Regions from separate parts of the Pan troglodytes genome. Here all the other regions are linked to region 1. The links are chromatin contacts, called in public Hi-C maps. All regions are on one chromosome and are shown on one strand. Each heading gives the region's core, a stretch centred on a gene start, on an enhancer-like site or on the middle of the called end of the contact. The rest is flanking DNA. Distances are from core to core; before and after follow the strand shown.

What was found. Hi-C and Micro-C count contacts between places; a contact is called where the count stands out from the background.
Region 2: a Hi-C map of induced pluripotent stem cells shows a contact between it and region 1, with 1.7 times the contacts expected there. The contact joins the enhancer-like site here to the promoter of KCNJ2 in region 1. A contact is called at or near these places in 2 of 7 Hi-C or Micro-C datasets (induced pluripotent stem cells and stem cell-derived neural progenitor cells) and 1 of 1 datasets of contacts at active chromatin or transcription factors (stem cell-derived excitatory neurons).
Region 3: a contact with region 1 is called in a Hi-C map of induced pluripotent stem cells, with 1.8 times the contacts expected there. The contact joins the enhancer-like site here to the promoter of KCNJ2 in region 1. A contact is called at or near these places in 2 of 7 Hi-C or Micro-C datasets (induced pluripotent stem cells and stem cell-derived neural progenitor cells) and 1 of 1 datasets of contacts at active chromatin or transcription factors (stem cell-derived excitatory neurons).

Annotation. Positions count from the first base shown.
Region 1 is chr19:83,143,762-83,147,214 of NHGRI_mPanTro3-v2.0_pri, reverse strand. KCNJ2 (potassium inwardly rectifying channel subfamily J member 2) reads right to left here and starts at 1,868. Exons shown (of 2, transcript NM_001428081.1): 1 at 1,699-1,868. It overlaps LOC134806912, which reads right to left. Exons shown (of 6, transcript XM_063800075.1): 5 at 1,699-2,538.
Region 2 is chr19:83,506,080-83,509,356 of NHGRI_mPanTro3-v2.0_pri, reverse strand. All of the region lies in intron 1 of LOC134808981 (a long non-coding RNA gene), which reads right to left. Among named protein-coding and RNA genes, the nearest start is that of KCNJ2, 360 kb to the right of the region's middle. Within about 2 kb of position 1,501, at least 2 of the 24 cell types and tissues checked have an H3K27ac peak or open chromatin away from gene starts, as enhancers often do. A contact at or near this core is called in induced pluripotent stem cells, where this site is marked.
Region 3 is chr19:83,565,519-83,569,009 of NHGRI_mPanTro3-v2.0_pri, reverse strand. The region is part of intron 1 of LOC134808981 (a long non-coding RNA gene); the gene reads right to left. Among named protein-coding and RNA genes, the nearest start is that of KCNJ2, 420 kb to the right of the region's middle. Within about 2 kb of position 1,894, at least 3 of the 24 cell types and tissues checked have an H3K27ac peak or open chromatin away from gene starts, as enhancers often do. A contact at or near this core is called in induced pluripotent stem cells, where this site is marked.

The DNA of each region.
Region 1 (3,453 bases), core at 619-3,118:
TAGAGCAGCTATTCCCCAGCTGACGCCATATAGAACAGCCTGAGTGTGCTCTGGGCACATGTTGCTATGTGAGCACAACTGCTAGGAAAGCAGCCTCTTAGAAGCTCAATAAACATGAGGCAGGAGGAGGGGGAAGTGGGGAGGGGAGGGGGATACCCATCTATCTACGTGTGAGCCCCCTGTCTAACATTTATACTCAACGACACTTGGCTTGTAGCACTGCTCAGCATTTGCATACGCTGAAAAACAGACATGTTTGGTAAATAAAAATATACACTTAAAAAAATCTGAAACACTCAATCTGTGCAGGTAGCTGTTTTCAATCTTTCAGGCTACGCAAAAGTCATACAAGGACGCTACAGCTAACCAGAGATTCTACAACTCAGGAGTCCAAAGGATGTAGAAAGACTGTGTTCTTTTATTTTTTTTAAAAGCAAAATTCACATGAGTTTAGATCAAATATTTCTTATGGAGACCAAGAACATTAAAAAATAAAGTGTCATTAAAATATGAGAGAGGAGGAAGCTAAGTAAAATGGCCTTGACCTTATCCTCACCCTTTCCACCATGCTTCAATTAACATCTCTTACCCCTTCTGAGCACCAGGATTTTTCCAGATAATGGCAAATAGAAATGAAACATTTGGAAGTGAGCAGGAAAACGCTAACAAGTGTACAGATAATGTACAGCAGACACACAACATTGGTTGGCGAGAGGAAATCTGGCAGCCTATTGATTATTAATGTGAAAAGAAAACAAATGGTAAAACGCAATATGGTTTCTTTGCATATCCGAGGTTTTCAAATAACACCTTATTTCCTAACAGGTAAAATCTGAATTTATGAAAATCGTCGGAACTCACAGCCTTATCCTAGTGATCATCCTATGATATCCGTACCCAGACACAGACATTAAACTGCCCATTCCCTATCCCTATTTTTTTTCCAATTGACATGATGAATCCCTGCTATGATGCAATCTTTTTGCAGAATCAAGTCGTTTTGACTATTTTGCTTTCCTAAAACCACACTGTCTTCAAGCCAGGTATTAATACCATTATTACTGAAAATAACAAATTGGTTAGGGGAGAGTGATATGTAATGTGAAAGTTTTGCGATCCTCAGGCTCAAATCCAACTCGGGCTCCCGCTCTTCTTTCAGGAAGGCAACTTTGAGACACTCACTCTGTTTGAAACTCACAGCTATACTTGAAGCAATGACGAAAAAAAAAAAAAAAGCCAAGGATCAAGAATAGTGCTGAGTCCCAAGCTTTGCCAAGGTTTAAGACCAGGGCTCAAGACGCACCCCCAAACCCGCAACCACGTTTTCTTTCTTTTTTTCCCCACTTAGAGTGAGAACCGAACACAGACGCTCTCGCCCTTGCCTCCAAACCCAGTATCTCGCTACAGCTGGTGCATTGGAAGTTATGAGCACAAACAGATGCTGCAGAGAAATCTGTTTCTATTGCTCAACTGTTCCAAGCATGTCTCAGTATTTTTAGCTCTGGGGATGTTCTGGTGCGCACACAAACTATATAGGCATGATCTGGGACTCCGTTGTGTGGGTGAGCGCTACAGCAGTGTGACAGCTGGGCACCTCTGGAGCAGCGGGGCAGGGTAGGGTAGGGGACGGCGGCCAGAGTCCATTCCCCAGGACACACCGGCAGCGAGCGAAAAGGAAGAAAACACAGCAGCCCTTACCTGTTGCTGGCGCAGGAGCATGGGGACATGGAGTGGAAGTGGGGGGTACAGAGGCATGTAAGATCCAGTGGTTTGTAAAAAGCGAGTGAGCCAAAGCAAACCAGAATTCCCAAGACCCAGCCCGCCGGCGCCGGGAAGGCTGCGCGCTGGCCAGGGCTCCAGTGCGCTCTGCAATATCCTGGGCTCTTTTGAGGCGGTCCGTGCGACACCGGCTCTCCTGGCCCCGCCCCCGGCCGCTGCCGGCCAATCGCAGCGCGCCTGGCCGCGCGGCCGGCCCCGGGAACCGCGACGGGGAGGGGAGGATGCTGCGAGGCGTTGCCAGCGGAGGGAACCTGCCGCCGCCTCGTCCCCCCTCCACCCTCGGAGCCCGGCCGGGGAGTCGGGCCCGGGCCGGGGAGGAGGAAGTTGCGGCCCAGCTGGGACAGCAGCAGGTGGGAAGCTCCGCGCCCGGCTGTTGCGGCTGCCTGATTGCAGCCTGGCCTTGGGCAAAGCTTCCTACTCCGTCTGGAGCCCCACACACTTCCCGGTTCCCCCGCTCTTGGGCCGCTTGCCCTGCGTGCTCCTCGAGGGGCCTGCGAGGTGCCAGCGCCGGGTAGAGACCTTTGCCGCCGGGGCAGGATTGTTCGTCGGTCCCGGCGCGTCTCCCTCTCCACTCCCTCTCTGCCGGAGCCCCTCGGCCCTTAGAAGCCCCCCGCGGAGGCTGCAGCGCCCGGAGAAGCCACTGAGTCAATGGGGCGAGGGACTGGGGCGGGCGCGCAGAGCCCCCAGGATTGAGACGCGCGCAAGTGCGGCCACTGCAGCGCCGCTTGGCTGTTTGTTCTCCCGACTGTTCGCGAATTACTTACAAGGCGCCTAGGCTTCTCTGAAGGGTGGACGGCTCGTTCCCTCTCGCCTTGTCCGCCCTCAGTCTCTCCACCACCGCCCGGCACGCTTTGCTGATCTAAAATCAGAACAATTAGAGAGTAATGATTTTTTTTTGGAATAGCAACTCCTACAGACACTCAGATCTGCCCTCGCTTCAGCGCCTCCCAGCCCTCCTTCCCAGCAGCCAGGCGAGAGCGCGCAGACCCCTAAAAAGCAACTTCAGTGTTAACCGGGTCTGGATCCTGGAACTTTATAAACTAATCCGTGTGTGTGTGTGTGTGTAAACCGAAGAGTAAGTGCCTATTATTTCTGAGTACTTCGGTGTCCTAACGAAGCTTTGCTTCTAAAGGACGGGATATATTTTAGGAGTCTTTCTTTCCACTGAGTTTTTTAAATGTTTATTTTCTCGAGCGATCAAATGTGTCTTTTGTGCAGTTTATTTAAACCTCGTAAGGCCTCCTTGAGTCGCTGAACTAATTCAGCAAACTAGCTGGTATTGTGGACGGCGCAGTCGGGGTGGATTTTTGTGTGTAGGAGAGGTGAAACTGACAATTCAAGGAAAGGTTCTGTGCGAGTCCCCACCTCCCATCCTCATATCCACACGTGGCCCCTAGGAGGTGCTGGTGAAATATCCTTGCTTAGGTTTTGCAGATCCGCACTTACTCCTGCCTTACCAAGTGTGCCTTTTTTCTTAGCATTGAGCAAGGTACTTAAATTAAAAGGGTGTGCAAGAGATGATGCACTCGGTGTGGCTGCTCTGATAGCCAAATGGCGATGTGGTCCCAGTTAATGTGTTGAGATTATACTGTTCACCAAGCCCTGTTACGAACTCTGTTGCCATGAACGTGGGAATAATGCCTGCCCCAAGGGAGGTCTTCTTTAACATCTGTT
Region 2 (3,277 bases), core at 252-2,751, 360 kb before region 1:
ATCGTAGGTTGAAGTGGAGGTAATCAGAATAACATTCAGCAGTGAATCTCAGAAACCCAAACTAACAGTGGCTTAAACAAAATAGAATAAAATTTTGTTTGTTTCTATGATTAATTTTTAACAATCCTTTTCTCAAATGATATTGTCCATGGCTGATAATATGAAGCCATGCAGATCCCACTTTCATTTCTGGTCCGAAATGATTGATTGTACCCCAGCCATAAAGGATGAAGATCTTGCCCTAAACCTTTGAAAAGATGTTGTACATAACACTTTGCTTACATTCCATTAGCCAGAACTAGTTACAATACCATATCTAACTACAAGAAAGTGATTCTCTGGCTATAAAAGTAAAAGAGACAATATTTGTAGAAACTAGCATTTTTTTTTTTTTTTTTTTTTACATTATAACATTTACCATTAGGTATGTGAATGGGCCAGATGTCTACTCAATAGTACAGAAAAAATGGCAAAACCCTGTCTCTACTAAAAATACAAAAAAAAAAAATTAGCCAGGTGTGGTGGTGCATGGTCTGTAATCCCAGCTACTTGGGAGGCTGAGGCAAGAGAATCGCTTGAACCCAGGAGGCAGAGGCTGCAGTGAGCCGATATCACGCCACTGTACTCCAGCCTGGGCAACAGAGTGACTCCATCTCAAAATAAAAATAAAAAAAAAAGGCAGGTAAGAAAGCGTAATTTGGTCCTTTTAATTATTTTACAGTGTTCACTCTAACATTTATTGCTACTCTCAGATGTTCAGTAGATGATAACTATTATTGAAATATAGTTCTTTTTGTTCAAAAAGCTTAAAATACTTGTAGTGAAAGAAATTAACAATGCATAACGAAGAAGCATACACACGCAGACCACACACACACACACACACCGTGCATGGAGTGTGCGATACATCCTAGGTATTCCAGGGATGAGATAACATATTGTGTCCTGAAAAGGAAAGTGTCTGCTAGTCCTTGGACTTTATTTTGGACCTACAGAGAGAATGCTTCGGTTACAAGAAGAATAAGGAGGCAGATAATAAAAACGGGAGCAGTAACTGAGTAGAAGTACAATAGCAAAGGGAGCCCAGTGGGAGAAAATAATGAACTTAGAGCATAGAGTACTTGTTAAGAAGTGGAGGTGAGGCCGGGCACAGTGGCTCACGCACGCCCGTAATCCTAGCACTTTGGGAGACCAGCCTGGGCAACACGGTGAAAACCCATCTCTACTAAAATACAAAAAATTAGCCAGGTGTGGCAGCGTGGGCCTGTCGTCCCAGCTACTCGGGAGGCGGAGGCAGGAGAACTGCTTGAACCCGGGAGGTGGAGAGGTGGAGGTTGCAGTGAGCCAAGATTGTGCCACTGCACTCCAGCCTGGGCGACAGAGTGAGACTCCGTCTCCAAAAAAAAAAAAAAAGAAAGAAAGAAATAAGAAGTGGAGGTGGAAGTAAAAGGAATGTAAAAGGAATGCATGGATAGAGCAGACTTTGATTCTCCCACAAGTACCTGTTGGCAGAGCTTTTGCATATATCTACATAAATTATGCAACCATTTGTGTGCATTCTGGTCACCAAAATAAAGAAAATAACTTATCAAACATTTAAATATATGAGAAAATTCCTAACGTTTTTCATCAATGGAGTTCTGTATCCATTATCATGTGAATAACTTTACGTACAGTGATCTCACACACATTTTTTAAGTAAAACATTCCCCTCTGCTATTTTGGAGACTCATATCTTCTAAGACGTGTTCTGAGATGAAGAAACAGGTTGTAGGTTGAAGGTTCTGAGATGAAGAAAAAGGTTGTAGGATGAAGCCGAGATTCTTCAATGCCTTTGCCTGGCAATTTGTCAAACATGTTGTGCAAAGGAGAACTTCTCAAGATGTGGTTGGAGAAACTGATTTTGTAGAGGAAGCAAACAGAAATAACTCCCACATTCAACGACAAGAATAGTTAGTTCAGTCCTCTCAGTCCTGTTTTTGCTCATTCTGCCAAAATTAAGAAGCTCCAAGAAATACATTTTTGAAAACCTAAAGAGAAATCTCTCTTTTTTTTTCCTACTGCTTTACATTTGAAATTCAATTCCATCTTTTCTTTAGCTAAGTAATTAAAATGCTACGCCCAAACATGGATAAACCTAGCTTGATATTTTGGGTCAATAAAATCAGAAATAGGAGAACAACATTCAAATACTAACTTTAGGGTCACACTTGTATCTTCTATGAATATTTGTCTATATTACTTATTAATTTCCACTAAAGATGGTCATATTCTTTCCTTAATGGATCAGATACTTTTCCAGGAAATAATTCCCAGCTATTAGCCAACAAGAAAGGCAAAAGTGAAATGGCAACATCAAAGAATCTCAAATAAGAAATTACATTTTTCTGCTGCAGATCAAATAAAATTAAGTCATTTGACACATTGCATTCTGAATTATGATGCATATCTTTTTCTCTTCCTGGTTTAAGAAGAGGTTTTTTGAAAAATATTACAAGGCCAGGCACGGTGGCTCATGCCTCTAATCTCAACATTTTGGGAGGCTGAGGCAGGAGGATCACTTGAGCCCAGGAGGTCCAGGCTGCAGTGCGCCATAACCACGCCACTGCACTCTAGCCTGGGTGACAGAGTGAGACTGTCTCAAAAAAAAGGAAAATAATTTTAAAAGAAATATTACAATATTTTAATTTTAATGTTATTTTTGCTTATTTGTTGTTCAAGAGGCAATTACAGCAATTTGTTTCTAAATGTAAAGGTTATGCATGTTATTCAGTTTCATGTTATCATTCAGTTTCAAAATCAAGACATCTACCTCCTTTTTCTAAAGATGATTATTTTGCAATAAATATCCTTAATGAAGAGGGATTTAGTGGCAAAATACATATGAAACGAGTAAACTCTCAGCTTTTTAAAAATGTATTAGATTAAAAAATTTCACTTCCTATTGAATTGTCACCTAAACCAGCAATATGGTTTTTTCTAGTTTAGAAGCAAAGTATACATGTGTTTTCAGAAATGTATTTGGATTTTGTTTTGCATAAGGTATTCTGAAGCATTTATTTTAATAAAACAAAATGAAGTAAAAATAATGAATACCTGCCTGCTTTGAAGCACAACATGTATGAAATACTGGAATTTAATGACCTCCCTATAAAAAGGTTGGCTAAATTTTCAAACTGCCAAGTTATGTGGCAGAGTTTCCTGAAATGGCAATGCTTATCAGCTTTTACTATTATCTTGGATTACACTCCCCTTTCTCTTGCATCCCTCTGCAAAG
Region 3 (3,491 bases), core at 645-3,144, 420 kb before region 1:
AAAAACAAGTAGAAATAGAAGAAAACTTTCATAAATATATTGTATATGATAAAACAGATTAATTTTAAGAGGGATCTACCCCGATCTTGGTGCCTGATGGATTCTATAGGTCAAAATAACTATATGTCATTTTGAAAAAATAATAGAATGAATTTGTATATTAAATACAAGCAATATTTTTCATGAATTATTTTAGTATAGAAATATTTTTAGAGAAAAATATAAATGTTAAATTTTGCTTTGACTGTTTTGGATTTTTGTCATCGTTATTTTGTGTTGATTTGGGTAGCTTCTAGGAAAAATCTAGAGTACTGTATTCATGGATAAACTCTTAATTAAAAAATTATGTTCAGCCATGTTGAACACCAAGTTCCTTTTTAATTTTCATTTTTCCAAGTACAATATGAGACAGACCTACAACATACAATGCAAAGGCTGAGCTGCTTTGTTTCAAGTGGGAAAACAGAACCAACCTGGATTACCTCTTAAGAATCCCTGCAGGAGTGACCCTTAAGAATCTTCTGCAAGTCACAAGGTTATAGCTAACAAAGTTTGAGAACTATTTATGCAGAGAAAGTTTTAGAACATGGGAATGGGAGGAGGGAGCTAAAGAGAGGATTGCTTGGCTCAGAGAGTCTTCATTTCCTTAATGGAATAATAATATGTGCTTTAGCCCCTTGGGGATAATGGGAATGAGCAAATTTGTGATTATAAAATATCCTGCAGTTTGAGAGTATTTTGTTTTCAATGCCTTGTTGGCAAATATAGTACTTAAAGTTGAATCACTTGAGATATTTTATTTCTTTTCAAGATGTATGTGGGGGGAATGCGATAAAAGGAATATTAAAAATGTGCAAATGAGAAAAGAGAGAAATTTTAAACTAGGACTCTGTTTGCTTAAACACAAAACTGCTTCTGTTGCTTTTGAAGACAGAAATTAAGCTTGAAAATCACAACGTGACAGTGTTACCACAGGTGGGGTGCAGACAGAAAAATAGCAGGGGTTTGGATTTTGGATTGGGGTGAAAATTGAATGTATATGCAAATTAACTGAGTTATAAAAATATATTTATATCCAAAGCAAACATTTTGAAAGGATAAGGGGGAAGCTCATCAGACACATCCAACCACTGTAATTTAATGTTTTTAAAAGAAAATAAGGATTCATTTAGAACTTTCAAAATTGCTTTCGGTTATGACTACATTTACTTTCACATTACAGTCCAAAATAATTCATTTTTAAATACACTGAAATTATATATTAGAGTTTTCCCATCTTCATTTTAAAAGATAAAAAAATTGCAAAATAAAACCATGCTATTGGAAAATAAATACACATATATGCACACACACGCACAATGGGAGCAAGGTAACTAATGTGAGACAGTAATAAAGTGGGGTGGAAAAATAAGTGATAAGCATTAGGAAATAATTATTAAGCTTCAGTGATTATTAATGAACAATAGCAGGGGAAGCCAAATGAACTGCAAGTTTATCAAAAGACCTAAGGAACTGAGCAATGCTTTATTGTCCTGAAGGGCATTCACTTCAGTCATTTCTATCTATGGGGATTTTCAATTAACTTCCTGCAAGCTGAAGCTGATGTTCTTGCTAAAAAAAGTGACATTTCTTGAGAAATACATTTTATGCCTTTTTTGTTGGAGGCAATTGTTCTTAGATATTGCATTAGAAGTACATATGTTGCCTGTATTAATATTCTTAATTCAAAGAAGCTTTAAAAATAAGCAAACATTTTACTTACACCTGAAAATTTTAAAGACAGAGTGAGCTCTAAGTTTGGTTTGATACAAAGTTTACTAGGATTCTAAGTCCATTTCACTGCCCTTTTTCTGAAGTTTGGCTCGTATTACAGCAAGATGGCTACTGGCAGCAGTGGTGCCATCTATAGGTTTCTTTATGTGACTAAACAGGGAAGCAGAGAGTACTGTTATTCCAGGGACCTTGCAAAGTATTCAAGGGCATGGAGGAAATGCATGTGTTTTTGTTTTTTTCTTAGTGTGTTTTTCCAGATAATGTGAAGATGTACTGTCCTATGATTTATGGTACAAAAAAGAAAGCTCAGGCATTTAACCAGTAGGAACAAGTCTATTACTACTCACGAAAAGAAGAAACAAAAAAAAAGTTCCTCTAACACGACAGAAGGGATTAGGATACGCATATTCAAGACTAAGAGGCCAACTTACCAAGAATTTCCAAAATTGTTCATTGTGATCCAGTTTTACTGATTCACATGAGAATATACTATTATCAAAAGACCTTGGTCATGCACAGCATTAAAGTTTTGGATAAGAAAGGAAATACTATAAAACAGCAGGTTAAATTATATTTTATTTTCGATGATGTACTATTTGATACTTAAAAGAAGATATGCAGCATATATGTATGTTATCAGCAAAATCCAACAAACATTTACAGTGGGGCCCATCAGAGGGCAGAGGAGGGGAGGAGGGAGAGGATCAGGAAAAATAACTAATGTGTACTGGGCTTAATACCTGGGTGATGAAATAATCTGTACAACAAACCACCGTAACACAAGCGTATCTATGTAACAAACCCGCACTTGAACCCTTGAACTTAAAGTAAAAGTTACAAAACAAAGCAAAAACCCTAAGTTTGTTTACAGTGACCTGTAGTACCCCCAAAAGCCTCTGTGACCTACCTGACCTCCCCATCTGCGCTCTCATTCCCTCACTAAAACTTTGCCTTTCCTCACACACATCAGACATAGCTCCATCGTATGGCACCTACTAGCTTTGAAAAGCAATTTTCCCAGGTAGTCTCAAGGCTTTCTCTCTTACCTCCTTCTAGACTTTACTTAACCATTCCCAATTAAGCTTGCCCTGACCAATTTCTGTAACATGGAACCATGTCTATCCACCTAACTCTAGCACTTTCAATCTTTTTTTTTTTAAACTTGGCTCTGCCTTTCTTCCTTTTATTTCTATAGAACTATTTTCCTAAAATAAGATATAATTATCTTTTTATTATATATATTTTTGCTTGTCTGACACTGCCAACTAGAATGTATACTTCAAAAAAAGGCAGTACTCTTTGGCTATTTTGTTCACTGATGACTACAAGGGCACAGAACACCACCTGACATTTTATAGAGATCAATAAATGTTTGTTGAATAAATGAATGATGAAATTAAGTACCTACACAAATTCTAGATGACCATCCTACATAGATAATATACAGCTCATTTTTGAGGGGAAGAGAATGGCTAAAATTCTCATGATCCTTTCATTTTTATAAGCCTATTGTTTCATGACTTTTGTTTCAAATAAACACCAGAATTGCACTTTGACCTGGTCTTCAGTTTTTTTTCTTTGATAAAGGAGTTTAAGCTTGAAAGTGATGAATTAATGAGAATAAGTGAATACCACATTCTATATCTTTAGAACATTCAGTTGAAGGCAATCAAGGAAAGGAAAGGCTGTCTCTAATAACTATTCGGTCAACTCTGAAA